Linked DNA regions of Zea mays: region 2 is linked to region 1. The links are chromatin contacts, called in public Hi-C maps. All regions are on one chromosome and are shown on one strand. Each heading gives the region's core, a stretch centred on a gene start, on an enhancer-like site or on the middle of the called end of the contact. The rest is flanking DNA. Distances are from core to core; before and after follow the strand shown.

What was found. A called contact is a pair of places that touch in the nucleus more often than the background predicts.
Region 2: a contact with region 1 is called in a Hi-C map of bundle sheath, with 5 times the contacts expected there. The contact joins the promoter of LOC100191990 here to the enhancer-like site in region 1. A contact is called at or near these places in 4 of 25 Hi-C or Micro-C datasets (bundle sheath, ear, leaf and 1 more).

Annotation. Positions count from the first base shown.
Region 1 is chr9:34,366,442-34,370,507 of Zm-B73-REFERENCE-NAM-5.0, forward strand. No RefSeq gene overlaps it. Among protein-coding and RNA genes, the nearest start is that of LOC100191990, 120 kb to the right of the region's middle. Within about 2 kb of position 2,355, at least 14 of the 20 cell types and tissues checked have an H3K27ac peak or open chromatin away from gene starts, as enhancers often do. A contact at or near this core is called in bundle sheath, ear, leaf and 1 more, where this site is marked.
Region 2 is chr9:34,481,488-34,485,553 of Zm-B73-REFERENCE-NAM-5.0, forward strand. LOC100191990 (Protein NRT1/ PTR FAMILY 3.1) reads left to right here and starts at 2,325. Exons shown (of 4, transcript NM_001348733.1): 1 at 2,325-2,470; 2 at 2,564-2,781; 3 at 2,897-3,465; 4 at 4,009-4,066. The coding sequence starts at 2,398.

The sequences.
Region 1 (4,066 bases), core at 1,105-3,604:
CTGCCTATCATTTACTTCGTATCTATATTATAGTTTTGTTGCCCACATATATATATATACATAAATATATAGTTATATACATAAATAACATTAAATTTATTCAATAAATAACATCAAATTCAACAATTTAAACCTTAATACAACCTAATATGATAAGTTAAATCTATTCAATAAATAACATCAAATTCAACAATTTAATAGAATAAGTTAAATTTATTATAATAATAGAATTAATACTTATACGTAACATCAAGGCACACATGTGATATTAAACTAACTCTATGCACACTCTAATCACATGTTATATTAAACTAACTCTAATTACACTCTAATCACACCCTAAACTAACTCTAATCACATGAAAGTTAACTCCCGTCGGCCATAAAAAACCGACGAAAATAAACATTTATACACACATTTAACAATATCACTCGCATTTATATTAAATAATTCAAACAATAATATACCTTAACGGTCCGGGGCGGCTGCGGCACTCCGCGGCGGCGGCGTTGGTGGCGGCGAGCAGCGGGCGATGCTTCGGGGGCGGGCGGCGCAACGGGGACGGGCTACAGACGGCGCTCCGGGGCCGGCGGCGCGGCGGACAGCGCTCCGGAGGCGGGGCGGGCGACGGTCGTTGCTCCGGGAGCGGGCGGCGCTCCGGGGGCGTGGGCGGGCGGCGGGCGGCGCTACGGGGGCGGAAGCGACGCGGCGGGCGGCGCTCCGGGGCGGTGGCGGTTGCGGGCGGCGCTCCCGTGGCGGTGGCGGCCGCCGGGCGCGCTCCTAGGCGGTGGCGGGCGCGCGGCCGGGTCGGTGGTGGGCGGCGGGCGGCGCCGGGGGCAGTGGTGGGCGGCGGGCGCGCGGCCGGGGCGGTGGTGGGCGGCGGCCGGCGTCGGGGGCGGCGTTTCTACGGCGGCGGCGAACGAGCAAGGCTTGGAGAAGAGAGAAAATGAGTCGCGCGGGTGACCGCCCGGCACATAAAGCATTAACTCCCGTCGGCTGGCGTCAGGGCCGACGGGAGTTAACTAATTCCCGTCGGCTGGCGGCTGAGCCGACGGGAGTTAAACTGAAGCCCGTCGGCCGGCGGCTGGGCCGACGGGAGTAACACTAAAGCCCGTGGGCTGGCTTTTAGCCGACGGGAGTTACTTAATTTCCGTCGGCCCGCGCAAAGGCCGACGGGAATTAATATAGCCGACGGGAATCTTCTTGATTCCTGTAGTGTATTATAACCAACTTAGTGTAAATTGACTGTTTGAGGCTGTAAATGAATTCAAACGAAAAATTTGTCAACTACAAAGTTCCATAACTTTTGAAGTTCTATATTTTTGTTTTGACACTTTCCCATGCGAAGTCGTTTGCAAAATTTTCATTTTAAATTTCTCAATTTAGATGCAATTTTTGTGAGCCAAAATGATTTCAAATAAAAAATTGTCAACTACAAAGTTTAATAACTTTTAGAGATATACAACTTTTATGTTGGTGTTTTTTTCGTACGAGGTCATTTACAAAACTAAAAAATTAAAGATAAAAATGATTTCTAGTGAAGGTTTCTTAAAAAACGGCACTAGAAATTGATTTTTAGTGGCAGTTCCTTAAAAAACCATCACTAGAAATTATTTACCATGCTAAGGCCCGTTTGGTTTGAGGGACAAAAGATTACCTCTTTATTTTAGTCTCATTTAGTCTCTAAATTGCCAAACTTTGAGCCTGAAACAAAGACTAAAGTGTTCTAGTCTCTAGTCCTTTAAAGTGTAACTAAAAGGGACTAAACCATATTAATTTTACTTTTTACCTCTCATTTATTTCAATTACACTAATTGCGAAAGAATGTTAAGGAGTATTTTGTCTTTTTATGATTTATTTAATATGCTCTGAATACTTTTAGTCCCTATAACTAGATAGAGATATGGACTAAACTTTAGTCTCCTAACTAAACTTTAGTATTGAACTAGAGGAACCGAATATGTTCTAAGGCGACAGTAATATCATTCCGTCTCTTAGGACAACTATGCTGCATTGCCTGCATGCGTGCACGCTCTCCTCCCTCCTCCGGACCACTCTGACTGCTCTAACTGTATGTTTGCTCTCGATCACTAGTTCACTACTCCACGGCCAGCTAATGCATGGAAAGATGAACGAGGCATCAAAGACGAAAGAACGCAGCTCATGTCCATTTCTTGGACACTGCTGTGCAGCTAGATGTGGAGCCAGGCTAATAGGAAGAGGTGTCTTGTGAACTGCGACGCGACGTCGCGACGCGACGCGAGGAAGGTGACGGAGGCTGGTCTACAAGTACTGACCAAGTGGCTAACCATTGACCGGTGAGCAACCGAGCGCACTGCAGCAATGGTTGTTGGTCCAAGCACGCATCGAGCCAATCATGCAGTGCAAAAGCTAGCGTGAGCTGAGGTCCCGTCATCCACTAGAGGCTAGACGAACATGTCATATCGGTGGCGTGGGGGAGGCTTAATTAAAGTCTGGGTGATCGGACAAAAGCCAGTTGCTTGTTGATATATTGAGCGCGGAAGGGGCGGATCGTTATCACCCTACGTACGTCGCTCTCACGATTCACTCTTTCCGCGCTATCACCCTACGTACGTCGCTCTCACGATTCACTCTTTCCGCGCTCAATTCGTGCCAGACGCGCGGAAGCAAGCTCTATGCTTGACTGCTTTATACTGTCTCCTACAATAGTCTGTAAATCATCTTCTATGCTAGATGTAGCGAACGGACGCCTCCGCAGTGCCTCCAGCAAGGTCCGGTAAACGGGGCGTTAAAATTTAGCGGACACGTTAGAGCCGCTAAATCTAGAGGAGTCATGTTCATCCGCTATAAGCGCCCTACGTCGCACATCCGATGAACACGACGCCATAGCCGCCACAGACGAGATAACAGTGACGCTGGGAAAACGGCCAACATACTCACCGTCGAGCTAAAGACGGCAACATACTCACCGTCGAGCTCACTGAGGACGCCATGGGGTACTCATCGTTGAGCTCACGTCTCCCACCAGCGCACAGGCGTTCTGCTGTGGTGACACAGAGTCGCTCGGCGACGGCGGTGGTGGCCGTCATCGAGCAGCTGGGATACGACGTCCGTCATCGATGTGGACCAATGCAGGGCATCTACTGCCGATGGCGTGGAGGAGCTCGGTCGACGAGGAGCTAGGATGTGGTAGAGGATAGTCCTGCAAGATAGGTCGTGCCGTGCTGGCCCGGCACGAGCCCGTCGTGCTTCGGGCTTCAAAGTGTCGAGTCGGGCTTTATCGTGCCTATGGACTAAAATGGAGGCCCAGCACGGCACTAAAGCCCGTCGTGCTTGAATCGGGCCGTGCTTTTTTAGGCCTGGCACACAATTGAAAATAAAAACAGTCCATTTTACATTAAAAGCCCACAGTCCATATTAACAGCAATGAACACAAACAACTACAACTTATAATTAACAGAAACCCTCAAACAACATAAACATCAATTAACACAAACAAGTTTTGAGGGAAAATTCATTTTATTCCTCGATCTGCCTCGTTAAAAACCTTACACCCCAGTGTGGGGCTCCCTCTGTAAGGAAAAGAGTACAGATCGGTAAAAGTTTTAATGTCCACAGTCCACAGTCCATATTACATTCACAATCCACAATAACAGAATGAACTAGATAAAATAAGTAACACTAATCATGGCTGAAATCAGCAAAAGCTTGTTCAATCTCAGGATCTTCAAGTTGATGCTGCTTTCTATCTTCTGCTCTTTTCCAATCCTTAAGGCAGGTGATGGCCTCCACTGTCTCAGGTGCAAGAGAGGATCTCCTTTCTTCAATAATTCTACCCACTGTGCTGAAGTGGCCTCAGAAGAAACAGTTGAAACAGGAACAAGAAGAATATCTCTAGCAAAATGAGATAATACTGAGAAACTGTACTTGTGTTCCCTCCACCATTCAAGTAATTTTACCTTATCACCCTTCAAGGTGCGATCAGTGGCTGCAAAGTTAGTAGACAAGTAATGATTCAATTCAGCATTAGGATTCCACCTTTGATTTACTGTTGAGTTAGCAAATTCTTTTCCCTTCGATCTCT
Region 2 (4,066 bases), core at 1,075-3,574, 120 kb after region 1:
ACGCCCCCCTCGCTCGACCGTTTCACAACAGGGATAAAACATGACAGAGAGAAAGCGAAGGCGGACGAAGACTGAAAGAGCGATGGCCCCAAGACGGAGGGAGCGTGCGGAGCAAGCGAAGGCCTTGTCGGTCCCTATCGAAGCCAGAAACGGCGAAGGCCTCTACGACTACCAAAGACCTAGCACATGGAGCACGAAGGGTACATGTGGCCACCCACGCGTTACTTGGACGGTGGGCCTGTGTAAAACCGTCCTGGGCCGCCTGGTCCCACTTGTAAGCCACTGTGTGGGTAGAGTTGATGGTGTGTCTGTCCGTGAAATACTTAATCACGATGTAATGACCTATAATAACCCTTAAGAGGGGAATATTTCAGGGATAACATAGGTAATCAGGGGCATAACTGTATTTGACAGGGTGGAACCGTCCCCTGGTTACCTATAAATACACCTGCACTGCACCCTATTGCAGGAGGCTGAAAAACATTTTTGCGCTAATACACTGTGTTAACAAGCATCAAATAATTTCCGCACTCCCATTGTTTCAATTAGCTTGACCACGTGTCGGCAAGTGCCAACAAGTGGTGGGCAAGGCCCGCCTGCCGGCGCAGGGTGCACCGTGCACACGGGATTTGGCTGGGACGAGGTGGGGTGAAAGCGGGAGAAGACATAAGTGGGTCGAGAGCTTGGGTTTTCTTCTTTTCTTTTCTAAATTCTAATTCTAGTTTTCTTTATTTCCATTTCAAATTTGCATTCAAGTCTAGGTTCCAACTTTAGAACTTAAATGCACAATTAGAAATTCAGCATGCTATGCAAAAGTGGAATATTTATTCATTATTTTGTATTTATTGTTTATCTATATAAGTGCTTCTAGATGTAATATTAGTGAAAGAAACATTTATATATTAACCAAATAGGAAAACTCCCTATTATTTATTTTTCTGAGATTTGAAATTATAACTTAAATTTAAATTTTTATATATAAATCAATTTAAATCCGAGTCATTAAATCCCAATATCATGTTTATATGTTTATTCATTTGGAAGGATATGCTTCATAATAAACCATATGCTAGAATCCACTCAAATTTTATCCCACAAAAGAATAAAGGGACTTCCTAGTTTCTTAAAACGTATTTTAGGGTTTACACCAGTCCTCGACTGCGTCGACAACACGTCCCGCTCCACCACGTCCTCGCGCGAGTGCATGTCCTAGGTGTTAGGCACCACGGCTAGTCACTCGACTGCTCCGGTCCATCAGCCAATACCTAGCATTTGTCCTTCACCGCTCCCAGTTCGTCAGCACGAGCCCGCATGACTTCACCTCAGTCGTCGACCATCGTCCCTGTGCTCCACACCTGCACACCATAAGCCGACAGATATGGTTGCACATACACATAACTCACACCTCGGTCAGTCCACGACTCGACCCGAGACGCTACCCATTCACAATCACTCATCATCAACCCGGACCACAACCTTATGTTCGCACATAAAGGAGTCGGCAGAGAGGAAAAAACAAGGAAGAGGATAGAGTCTGAAATCTAGTGGAAGAACTTGTCAGGATTAAAGCATCTATTCTAGACTAGGTACATCGTCAAGTGGCAATTGTTGTTAGGCAGCTAACCTAGCAGGGGTTGATGCCTCCTCCCAACATGGTTATTCCTAAAAGTCGACACAGCAGTTGCGCGTCCACGAAAATATCTGAAGGACAGCGGTTCCTAGTGGATGATATTGGCCATCCAATGCCTTGTGAGCTACATATAGGCGTCAGAAATCTGACAACTAAGGTTGCTTATGGTATGGCGCCTCCGCCACTCACAAGGCCAACATACTGTGGGGGCGAAATTTCAGGCAGGTACTCAGTGATAAACGTTGATTAGATCTGTGTTGGATACAAAGATCTAGAGCTAATATTATAGGGGGTGACGATGAAACCATGTTTTCACATATCATACATAGATTTATTCTATGATAGAAAAGATACATTAAAATACAGAATTCCAATCTAAGAATTAAAAGTATTGGTCAAAAAAGTTCTCCGTCTAGTCGAAGGAGTCTTTCACCTCTTCTGCCAACTAGAAGGAGCCTCCCTCTCCATCGGAACATCATAAGAAAAGGAGCCATTCACCTGCACTAAAAGTTATGGGACAAAATAAAAATAATAAAGAATAATAGTGGAGGGTGTTATTTGTAGCATATATAAAGCAACAAGAAACGTGAAATTCAAAATAAATGATGATGATTTAATATGTGTACTAAATAAGCACATGATATGTTTTCATAAATAAGTGGAGCGGAGATGGCCAGGCAGCTAGGGACGCTAGGCACCGTTGTGGCTGTGCGGAACTGCACAAGAGCGTTTCGCCTCGGCCACCACGAACGGAGAAGGCGGCAGCCATGGCCATGGAGGAAGCGGGGAAGATGACATGCAGGAAGAAGGGTGGTCTGAGAACAATGCCCTTCATCTTCGGTAAGCGAGTTTACTAACCAACAGGTGCTGTTTTTGCTGGGAGCCTTGATCTCAATTGGTTTAATTTTTGCGTTTGCACTTCCGCCCGCGCAGCAAACGAGGTGGCGGAGAAGCTCGCCGTGGTGGGTTTCTCGACCAACATGCTGACGTACCTGACCACTCAGCTGCACATGCCGCTGGCGAAGGCCGCCACCACGCTCACCAACTTCGGCGGCACCTCCGCCGCGACGCCCCTCATCGGTGCCTTCCTCGCCGACGCCTGCATCGGCCGGTTCTGGACCATCGCCGCCGCGTCCGTCGTCTACCAAGCCGTACGTGCACTGTGGAACCCTCTTGCCAAGAAATGCATACAGCATACGTCGTGGGCGTGGTGAACTGCGCGCGGCTGCGAGTGAATGAATGATCACTGACGTCCGTCGCGCACAGGGCATGGCGCTCCTGACGGTGTCAGCGGCGCTGCCGCGGTTCCGGCCGGCGCCGTGCAAGCCCGGCGGCGCGGTGGCATGCCAGGAGGCCGCGCCGTGGCAGCTGGCGGTGCTGTACGTGTCCCTGCTCCTGAACGCGGTGGGCGCGGGCGGGTACCGCCCCTGCATCGTGGCGTTCGGGGCGGACCAGTTCGACGAGTCGCGGGCGGCGGAGCGCGCGCGGAGCTGGGGCTTCTTCAACTGGTACTACTTCTGCAACGGCGCGTCCATGCTGCTGGCCGTCACGGCGGTGGTGTACGTGCAGGACAACGTGGGCTGGGGCTGGGGCCTCGGCGTGCCGGCCTTCTGCATGGGCGTCTCCGTCGCCGCCTTCGTGGCCGGGTACCCGATGTACCGGAGGCTGGAGCCCGCGGGGAGCCCGTTCACGCGGCTCGCGCAGGTTGTCGTCGCCGCTGTCAAGAAGCGGCGGCTGCCGGCGGCGGACGTCGACCCCGCGTTGCTGTACGAGGACGACGAGCTCGACGCGCCCATCTCCATGTACGGCAAGCTTGTGCACACGGATCAGCTCAGGTACCTTGGTCCCGCTGCCTAACTCTGCTACCGGCTCTGTTCTTTCACTGCCGACTGCAGTGCACTGCACTGGTAAGGATCGGGGCCCATTTTTTGTGGTGGTTTGACTGGATGGACTGCCGACAACCGACAACCCATAAGAAATTGCCAAGAAAGGATCACGGACAGGGTAGATCCAATCACAAGGCCATGTGAAGTGGCGCCGAAAATGGACAAGTCCGCAACGGTACAATTTCTCGTGTTGTCCGGTCTTGACTTGGACACTGAGAGAAGAAGATCATAACGCACGGGTCCACGTTTGTTTGCTCAAGCAAGCGTGATTGCAGTCTCGGTTAATTGTCACTTGTCAATGGTGGATACACCCTATCCTGAAATTCGTCGTGGACACTCAACAGGGAGTCATATTCTAAGCTGTATTTTTCTGTGAAATTAAACTTGTCACTATGGATCAAACATAAATTAGTCTGAATCATGGATCAGATTCGAATTTTCGATAGTATAAACTGCCACTCCAAATTTAAGTTCAACTGACACCGTTTGCAGCTTCTTTGACCGCGCGGCGATCGTCACCGACGGCGACCTGGTCACGCTGACGGACGCG